Regions from separate parts of the Mus musculus genome. Here region 2 is linked to region 1. Evidence: chromatin contacts called from public HiChIP or PLAC-seq data. All regions are on one chromosome and are shown on one strand. The core of a region is the stretch at or near the end of the contact, and the rest is flanking DNA. Distances in the headings are between cores, read along the strand shown.

Region 1 (5,164 bases), core at 1,170-3,669:
GAGTATATACACAGAGATCCTGCTGCACACACTGCGGAAGTTCAGGACTCACACTGGGGTTGTCCTCCAACCTCTACACACATGGACGGCACATGCACACCTTCCAACAAGAACACACTGACTCACATCATATACACACAAAAATAAGTCTTTAATGTTTTTTAAAGTTTGTCTGACTCTCAGTATTTCAGATATAAAAAAAAAAATCACTTATTTTTCACCTCTCCAATCTGCTTACAAAAGACAAAAAGAAAGCAGACACTAACAGCTAAACTAAAAGAAGTATTTAAACAACAAAGGTTAAGAACTACCAAAGTACTTTCAATCCCTTAGCTCAGTCCTATTACAGCACACCATGAGCAGCAAACCTAGTATCTCCAACAGTCATCTCCAGCAGTCCTCAACACTTGGACTCAGATCTATCAGCACTCAACCCTAGTTTAAAGGGAAAAGGAAATCAAGAGAAGGCAATAACTTTCCATTTATAAAACTCCATAATCAATCGCTGCATACGCTGCCTTACAGTAGTGATTGCTGATAATAAGCTATCCGTAAGACTGTTACAAAAAGTCGATTGTTTGACAAATATTTAATGTGTTCAGCATCCTCGCCTCGAAAAGGAGGAAAGAATACACAGACAATAGAAACATCTCAGACACTTTTTTTAAGCTGGTGATATCCAGATCCAAAAGTACTCTTCCAAACTATTCATAAACAACAGTAGCTTATAGGGAACCATCTACAAAAATTTTATTGTGATCATTTAGTTAATAATTTCCTGATAACACTTGTAATTACTTTATTAAACATTACCATCACAAGCCAGCATTCTGTTTCTCTTGTTCCTGGTGTGAAAATCTGAGCATTTCTCTTAATTACAGATGACATATAAAACCAACAGCTCATCTAAACTGTCACCTCTCCGGGAGAACAAATACAAAATCGCAGAAAATGCTAACTACATATCACTTTCCTGCTTCCCTGCATAGTATCAGGACATACAAAATCAATAGCAAAAATATCAGGACATGCCTTTCATCCCAGGACTCAGGATGCAGAGGCCAGCCAGGCACAGTGAGTTAACAGGGAGACCCTTTCTAAAAATAAGAGGGGGGAAAAAAAGAAAAAGAAACAAACAACAGTCAAGTCTTGATTAAGAATGTTGGCAGGACCTGGGATGGAGTTCAGCTGGTAAAATACCTGCCTAACTATACCACATAATCCCAGCAAGGTGTTAAGGTGCTGCAATGCTAGCACTCAAGAGGTGGAGGCAAAAGGATCGGATGTCAGGTCATCCTCACCTACACTGAGGAGTTCAAGGCCAGCCTGGGAATATGAAACCCTGTCTTAAAAAAATAAACAAATAAAAATAAGCCTCCAGAATAAAAATACTGAAAAATTGCATAACTGGATCTCAAGTTTCTTGCACTTACAACTAACTTCAATTAAGCCACAACCACATAGCATCTCTTCAACAGTCATAATAAATGTCACATTGTAAATTATAAGAAATAATCTTCCTAAGACAAGATCTAATTGCCATTCACTCACACATTCTCCTCAAGCAAACATTTTTTATAGAGACAGGAACACACAAAGAAAAGAGAAAACCATGTTCACCCCACCTGGATATCTGTTTTCAACCATTTGGAGTCAAGGCGAGACTGGGCAGCCAAACAGAAAGACTCAGAAGGCATGTTTCCTCCGGGTGGTCAGACCTGCAAGTCAAACACAAACGCTGGAGCCCTCGAGCTTCTTTAAACTGCTATTTACACCATCCTGCTGTTTAACGCGGCCGAGACAGAACATAAAACAGGGAAGGAGAGCTGGGGGAGGGGACGAGAGGATGAGGGATGAGAGGGAAAGCTGGCCCCAGAACGGGAGAAGGGAGGGAAATACCACTTCCAATAGAGGTAGAGTCGCTGGGATTTCCCAATACGCCGGCCGGACCTACAGTGGTCACCGGCGACCACTGCACAATGTCATCCCACTCCTTTAAATCCAAAGGGACACACACAGACACACGTCAGGAAAAAAAACTCACTATCGCAACGACAAATGACACCAGTGTGCATCAGCCGCTATACCTACAGCAGTCCGGCGGAGTGTGGTAAATAAACAAAAGTCATGTCTGCAGATAAATCTACAACAATCGCCTAAATACTAAAAAGACAGCCGTGACTGCGCGGCCTCCGAGGCGCACAGGCCCTGGTTCCTCCGCGCCAACGCCCGCCTTCCGCCCGCCGCTCTCCGGGCCCCGCTCTCCCGGACCTGGCGCCGCCCGTCTTCGGCCCCTCCGCCCTCCTTCGGCCCAGCTCGGCCAGCCCTGGCGCCGCCTGCTCCGCCAGCCGGCTGAGGGAACACTCCCTGCAGGAGCCGGCCGGCGCTCGCGATCCAGTCTGCGGCCCGAAGCGCACGCTGACGCATGGCTGCGCCCGCCCAATAGCGCAAGGGTGAGAGACGGCTTCAGCCAATGGACGAGCAGCGTCGCACGCCCCTCCCCCAACTTCCGCTTCCTTCAGCACGACTCAGCTTCCTTCTTGAGACTCACCCGCTCAGCGAGAGCCAACCGCAGACGCCGGGAGGTGGGACTTGTGCGCACGCACGCTGGCTTGCCCAGTCCCAACCCTTCCCAGACTGTGTTTGCTTCCAGGGACCCGAAGTTGGTAAGGTATTTGCAGCGGGACGAGGTTCTCGAGGCTCCCTGTGCTTTAACGACAGCGTCCTTTTGGCCTTTGAGTCAGTGGACAGAAGAGGAAATTTAAGAAAAAGTAATTGATCCGGGCCTGGTAGTACTCGCCTTTAACCCTGGCACCAGGAAGGCAGAAGCAGGTGAATTCTGGGTTAAGAGACCCTGGGGGAATGGGGGTGCGGGAGTAAGAAAAGAGCAATTAAAATCACACAAAATATGTTCTCTGATCATCATGGAATAATCAAATAACTACAAATAAAACATAACATAATCTTCAAGCATGTGGAAATTAAACTTTTCCATGAGAAGGCAAAGAAAGGACTTAGAACATTTGAAATAGGAACTGGGTGCGATTTGTTGTTTTAAATACGATGGTTCATTTTTTTCCCACGTGTTAGAAGGCAGCAATGAGGGATATGCCACAGTGGTATGGTGGCCCAGTTGCAACGTTAAAATACCTGTCTTTTGTCATCCTTGGTATGTATCTTCAAACTCACTCCCAAGGGTCAAGGGATTTGCCATAGCTCAGACATCACATCTCTGTTTCAAGCAGCAGGAAGCAGTATAAAAGATCCACAGTCTATCACACCTCCCAAAGACTGTGTGACTCTAATTTACTTCTGCTTCAACTCAAAAGTATCTGAACAAGGTTTCAAATTCAACCACATCCAAAATACAGTTAGGGTGGACAGGGCTTTGAACCTGAGGCATGACAGCATAATTACCAGTAGAAGGTAACACCCGAGGAGGCATCTCTGGCCCTTAGGCTCCCTTCTCATGCAAGACACCCTTCGTCCCTCCACATACTGAAGCATGTTTACCTACGTACATTTTTAGAACTGTGTCTGCTAGCTCTAAAAAAACGATGTTTGTAGTCCATTTTGTGTTGCTGTAACAACATGACTGAATAATAAATACAGGCATTTGTACCTCACACTTCTGGAGGCTAAGTCTAAGAGCATAGCACTGGTATCTGGTGACGGCATTTCTGATGTTGCATAGCATGGTATAGAGGCAAGAGAACCCATGTGTGGCAAGAATACACCAAGCAAACACATCATTTTGATCCATGAGGCATAGTCTACTTGACTTGATCACATCTTAAAGGGTCCACCTCCTAATACTGCGACAAAAACTGTAATATTTCAACAGGAGATCTGAAGGGACATTCAAACCATAGTGAGGCAATGTGGTGAAGTGTCTAGGATGGCAGAGGTTTTGTGTGTGTGTGTGTGTGTGTGTGTGTGTGTGTGTGTCTGTGTGTGTTTATTTGTCAATTTGAAGATTGAGGCAGCAGGAAAAGCAAGGTCTCAAAACTCAGCCAAGATTTCTTGAAACCAGAAACACAGAGAGGGAGATAAGAAAGTACAAAATACACAGAGACAGAGTGAGCTACTAGAGAAGGGACCCAAAGATAGTCTCTGTCAGAGGCAAAATCTTCATATGTTTTGCCAATAAGTAGTTCTATCTCTCTAAACTCGCTGGTTTGGGCTATTGCAGGGAAATGTATAATCTAGACAAAGAAAGGGAGGCTGGCTGTTTCTCCATACTGGACACCCTGTTAGTGGGAGATTTGAAATTCTCACTGAACAGTCTCTCTGATAGGAAAAACCCACTAAGTCTTTATCTTGGAGAGGAGAAAGAAAGCAGGCAGTCAGCTATCTTAAATGTTTCAATAGAAAAAATACATTAATATTCCAAGGTCCCCTTTCTCTTGTGCATGTCTACCAGGGAGCTGTCTATCTTCCAGTCCCTCGGGAAGACTGTCCTTGTCAAATTCTTCATAACTTGGCTCCTATCATCTTTAGGATATTTGTGTTTAAGAACATGATAAGGTGAAACTATTCTTTAGTAATTTAATATACATGGCTGAAGAGATAGCTTGGACATTAAGAATATTGGCTACTTTTACAGAGGACCTGGTTTTAGTTTGTAGTAAAATAATCTTGTGTCACACAAAAGAACACATGAATAAAACAAGAGTAGCTCAGCAAGGTGACTTTTTTTTTTTTTCAAAAAAAAAAAGGGTTCTTGAAATCCCAAGCCAGGCATGCCCAAGGTGCTCCCTGTTATGTATCCCTAAATGCAGGTGATGACTGTATCTCATCCCATTATCCCATTGGAAGGAGCCTGACTTCACAACCACATGATTGGTTAATCAGTGCAAAGAGGGAGATTCAGAGAGTATGAGTTCTTGTCACATTAACTACCTTTGAGGTTAGCAAGCATATGCTGACTTTGTGATGTGTTGATTAACGGTAAATTACTGTTAAGTGATGGCTCAAGCATGACTTAAGGTGAGCCCACCTTACTAGGGTTCCAAGACTCATAGACTTGTCTCAACTGGAATGTAAGGCCTTCACCCTGGCAGTGATTCTATTCTCCTGACAAGCAGTCTTCTCTTAATAGAGCTTTACTGCTCTTTTACTGTTCTCCCTCTGAGGAGATAGAATTATTTAAGCGGCAGATTAG
Region 2 (4,961 bases), core at 2,103-4,602, 50 kb before region 1:
ATTGATACATTAGCAAATGTAAACAAGAGCTAGAGAGATGGTACAGTGGCTGACAATACTTGATGCTCTTAAGGGGACTCTGGTTCCCACTCAGCACTCAGAGCCATCCTAAATTCCAGTTCCAGGGAATTGGCACTCTCTTCTGCCCTCCTTGGGTAACAAACACACACACACACACACACACACAATTTCTCTCTCTCTCTCTGTCTCTCTTCTCATTCATACTTAAAGGCAAACATACATACTCATAAAATAAAAATAAATAAATATTATTTTAAAAATAAAAGCTGGTGTTTCATTTTTTTAGATTAAATGGGAAACAAAGGTCTGACTCTTACTTTTTGGGACCGATGCTGCTGCTTCAACTAAATCCTAAACACAGAACAAAATCACACTGCTCACAAGACATGAGCACTGAGGTGTGTGGCAATGCTGTCTCTGACTGACCACCCTCCAGTCTGCCTGCACTGTGCACTGTGGTGTCCCCACAACAAGCAGGGCTTCCCAATGGCACATATCAGTGCAATGTAATTTAACTAAATATGACATAAAAGGGTACAATACAATACAAACGTGGTCTTTAAAACTGACCTGAATCATTTGCAAAACCTCAATAAATCGGGGGAAAAAACTGGTCAGTAACATAGTAGAAAAAGCCATAAGAGGAAGTCCAGAAGGGGAAAAAAAAAAAGAAAACAATAAAACTTTCAGTTTGCTTGTAAATAACTCAGTTCTCATTCTGCTTTCAACTATCCAAACCAAAGAATAATGCACTTTTTCTGAAAAATAAAATAATCCTTTTCTTTAGTCTTTGTGTGTGATACAGGCTGTAATAATGACCCAACTATGCCATACTACTAAACCAGCCAGAAACAACACATAAGCAAGCCAATTTGGAAGCATTCCAACACAATGCTAGCTATCAGGCCAGGCTAATCCGTCATCTGAACTGAAAAGTATAAAGGATACACTATTAGCTAATCAATGAGGGAAAAAACCTCAGTGCATTTTCTATGTCCTGCCTAAAATCCTACCGCTTACACTTAAGCCAATGTTTCCAGTGAGCCCATCACCCAGAGCAGACGGGACAGGCAGGCAGGTGCTTCCACTGCACCAGTCACTGCACAACACAATCATGCAGCAGAAACGTTTCTCTCAAAGAGCTGCGCCAAAAAAGCACAAGTGTGAGGTGAGCAATATTTATAGCCTTAGTCCTAGTCCTAAACATCTTATCACTATAAAAGTTTCCTCAGAAATTTTACAAAGAATACCAAGGATAAAACCCAAGCACAGCTTGCATAACACAGCCAGGAACTGTGGCTCCTACACAGTTGTCCCAGCACTCAGAAAGCTGAGGAAGGTAGGAGCCCCAGAGATCAAGGCCCACTGGACAGAACAGCAAGGTTCTCTCACAAGACAAAACAAACCCATCTTAGTTAAGGGTTTTGTGAAATATGGCTCATTCAGTAGTGGACATTTATAAATAATGAAGGGTCCTTTAGATGACTATTCTCTGTAGAATTCAAAAAGCAGCAGAAGCACAGAGCTTCTGAGCATGTCTATGTATAAACAGTAGGCTCTAGGTACATATGGATTACTGAAAAGATTTTATCTCGCACCGAAGACATTCTCCATAGTCACTTCTCTACCTGCCATTCAACCTCTGTCATGGTTTGTATATGCTTGGGCCAGGGTGTGGCCTTATTGGAGTAGGTGAAGTCATTGCTTTAATGCCCTTGTCCTAGTAGCCTTCAGATGAAGATGTAGAACTCTCAGCTCCTCCTGCACCATGCCTGCCTGGATGCTGCCATGCTCCCACCTTGATGATAATGGACTGAACTTGTGAACCTGTAAGCCAGCTCCAATTGAATGTTGTCTACGAGTTGTCTTGGCCATAGTATCTGTTCACAGAAGTAAAACCCTAAGACAACCTCTTTAAGAAAAAACAGACTAAGAAATTCCCCAGTTGATGCAACGACTGACACGGTACAGAAATGAGACCACCAAAATATAGACAGACAAATTCATTGTAAAAATGGATGCATTTCTGGCCATCAAATCTGAACCACTACATTATATCTCTCTCCCTCTCCACATATGTGTATATGTATATACATATATGTATGTGTACATACATACATAAACATACGTACATATATGGGCTATGCATGGTAACAAACGCTTGTGATCCCAGCTCTATGGAGACTAAGTCAAGAGGAAAATGAGTTCAGAGACATTCAGGACTACTTAGCAAAATACTGTCTCACTAATAAACACAAAAATATACAACTATGGCCAAACAGAAATAAATTCCAATGATAGAGTACTTAGATCCTGGAATCAAAATTCACAATACTAAAACAAAATTTTATATATATATATATATATATTCCAAACTCACTAATAAAACATAAAGAGAAAACCAGAGATTTAATAAGATACATTAGATTGTAAAGCATACAAAGACTATGAAAGATTGGCTGTAATGAGGCTAAATGTTGGGTGATAATACTGACAATTCAGAATGTCAGTTATATTATTTAGCTGTAATTTTTAGTGAAAATTAAATACCCACTAGGAAAGGTGGTAGCCCCTAGGCACCCACCTGCTTTCCAGAACCAAATCCTGAGAAATTCTTGGGCCTCTTTGCTGAAGCCACTGAGCTCCTACTGTGGTAGTTTGAATAAGAAATGTCCCTCATAACCTTGGGCACCTGAACACTAGGTTTTCAGCTGTTGTCTTGGGGAGGCGTAAGTGGTAGGTTGTATAGACTGCTGCTGGAAGCACATCACTGCAAGCAGGCTTGGAGAGTAAAAAGCTTCACCTCTGTCCAGTTTGCTCTCTTTGTTTTGTGCTTGCATTCAAGATGTAATCTTTCTGCTCCAGCTGTCTTGCCTCCCAGCCATGATGGACTTTAATCCTCTGGAAACATAACTCAAAATAACTCTTCCTCCGTCAAGTTACCTTGGCTTTGTGCTTTATCAACGCAACCAGAAAGCAAACAATGCACTCCCCAACCAGGGAGGGCAGCCTAAGGAAGTTCACACAACTCCAAAACTCATTCATCCAGGCTACATTCCTAAGAAACTGCCCAGGGCAGCATAAGCTCTACATACCGTTCTCAGTCACGGCCAGGGTTTGAGCATCTCCACTCCCACAGGCAACATCAATGACCTTTAGACCTTTGAGTCCAGCTACCAGCATTGGAATGGCCTCATCTTCACTAGAGCCTTGAAACAGAAACAACTGTCATTCTCAATGCCTCTCAAAAGAAGCAAGCTCCTCCTACCTCGTGATTGTACTCAGGTACAGCAGACATACCATGGCCCAAGCGGCCGTAGTTCCCACGGCCCCAAGTGTACAGCTCCCCCTCGGCAGTGATGGCCGCACTGTACGTGCTCCCACATGCTATGTGCACCACGTGCTTCCCAGCCTGCTTTCCTGAGAAAGCCGAGATCACCTTGGGCTCCTCCAGAGGCCTGCAGGAAGGAAGACAACAAACAACATGGTAGACATTTCATAAGAGATACAAAAGAGGAAAGAGGTAATCAGAGCACAGGACTTTTTGCCTTTCTAGCTCAAACACCAAACATCACTGCTTGCTAACTTAGATCCACAAGAGTATCTATTAAAGACTTATACAAAGAACTAAATAAAGCAGCTCTGCTCCTAATGTCCCCAATCACTATCTATCAGCAACAAAGCAATGAATGCTGAGACACCCTACAACATGGCTATGCTGCAAAATATTACTATATGTGAAAGTCAGAAGTGAACTCCTATACAATTGACGATAATTAGTTCTAGATATGACAATAATATGAACAGAGGACAAGATAATGGATGGCAGGAGCTAGAGAGGGAAATCAGGAAATAACTACAAAGGATACAAAGCCTGGGGGCAATGGCAGCACGTTCTCTCTTGATTGTGGTGGCTCCTACACTGAATGAGCTTGCCAAAGCCTATCCAATAGTAAATTTGGTATGTGTGTGGGAGCTGGGGGGAAGCGGATGGGGGGGGGGGAGTCACTGGTTTTACCTCATTTTTCTCAATTTCTTACATTGTAGCTTTAGGGTTATTTCTGAACTCTAAAATAATGCATCATACATATCATTACTTTTCCAGCAGACTTGAGAATCTTCCCAGAGAATATTCTAAGTAGTGATGTTTCCATCTCAGCCCTCCCAGTATTAATAGGCCATATACATTCCAGTCCCTTTTCCGCCAACTCAGACACAGTTAAGGTTGGGAACGTTTCTTACTTGACCTGACTGCTCGTTGCTGATGCTCTGACCCCATGAAGTAAGCTTGCACAGGGAATAGCACACCCTCCTACTGCCAAGTCTTTCTAACAGGCTCCACTTAAAACAACACAATATAAAATGGTTCCATTACTCTGTGGGAACTGGCAGATCTCTCAATTTTACCCCTGAGCATTTAAATTAACCATTTCCTGTTTTATTTCTATTCTTCCATGGTAACCAAAACCTTCAATGCAAAAAGATAAGATTGCTTTTTATGCTTGTAAACAAAACATCATGGTTCCAGGAGTCCTACCAGCAGAAGACATGGTACAATGTGAACAACAGGACAATATGTGGGGTTGGTTATATTTAGAAAACATGATGGAAGGGATAATTGTTAGCTCTTGCTAATTCTGGCAATCCTTCTACTTGTAGCAAAGTTCTCAAGGAGTCATTCATCAAGAATGGACACAGACCAGGGGCAGTGACCCACAAGTTTAATCTCAACAGAGGCAGGCAGTTATATGTGAGTTCAAGGACAGACTGGTCTACATTGTGAGTTTCAGGACAGCCAGAGCTACTTAGTGAGATCCTGTCTCAAGGGAAATGGGGAGGGGAGAGGAGGGGAGGGGAGGGGAGGGGAGGGGAGGGGAGAGGAGGGGAGGGGAGGGGAGGGGAGGGGAGGAAGAAGAGAAGCATCCTGTTATATCTCCCTC

Evidence for each region. HiChIP or PLAC-seq counts read pairs in DNA pulled down with a chosen protein or histone mark.
Region 2: a contact with region 1 is called in an H3K27ac HiChIP or PLAC-seq map of trophoblast stem cells, with 12 read pairs. The contact joins the enhancer-like site here to the promoter of Herc2 in region 1. A contact is called at or near these places in 6 of 39 promoter capture datasets (the C10 cell line, the HPC-7 cell line, hematopoietic stem and progenitor cells and 3 more), 10 of 484 Hi-C or Micro-C datasets (the N1E-115 cell line, brown adipocytes, cranial neural crest and 6 more), 6 of 115 datasets of contacts at active chromatin or transcription factors (the SCID.adh cell line, bone marrow-derived macrophages, embryonic fibroblasts and 2 more) and 3 of 9 other capture datasets (adipose tissue, liver and pancreatic islet).

The regions. Positions count from the first base shown.
Region 1 is chr7:56,047,410-56,052,573 of GRCm38.p6, reverse strand. It overlaps Herc2 (HECT and RLD domain containing E3 ubiquitin protein ligase 2), which reads right to left and starts at 2,419. Exons shown (of 93, transcript NM_010418.2): 1 at 2,272-2,419; 2 at 1,626-1,718. The coding sequence starts at 1,697. It overlaps Gm34121 (predicted gene, 34121), which reads left to right and starts at 2,524. Exons shown (of 3, transcript NR_166588.1): 1 at 2,524-2,832.
Region 2 is chr7:56,098,597-56,103,557 of GRCm38.p6, reverse strand. Herc2 (HECT and RLD domain containing E3 ubiquitin protein ligase 2) reads right to left here. Exons shown (of 93, transcript NM_010418.2): 13 at 3,322-3,479; 14 at 3,117-3,230. Among named protein-coding and RNA genes, the nearest start is that of Herc2, 51 kb to the right of the region's middle. Within about 2 kb of position 3,352, at least 8 of the 459 cell types and tissues checked have an H3K27ac peak or open chromatin away from gene starts, as enhancers often do. A contact at or near this core is called in trophoblast stem cells, where this site is marked.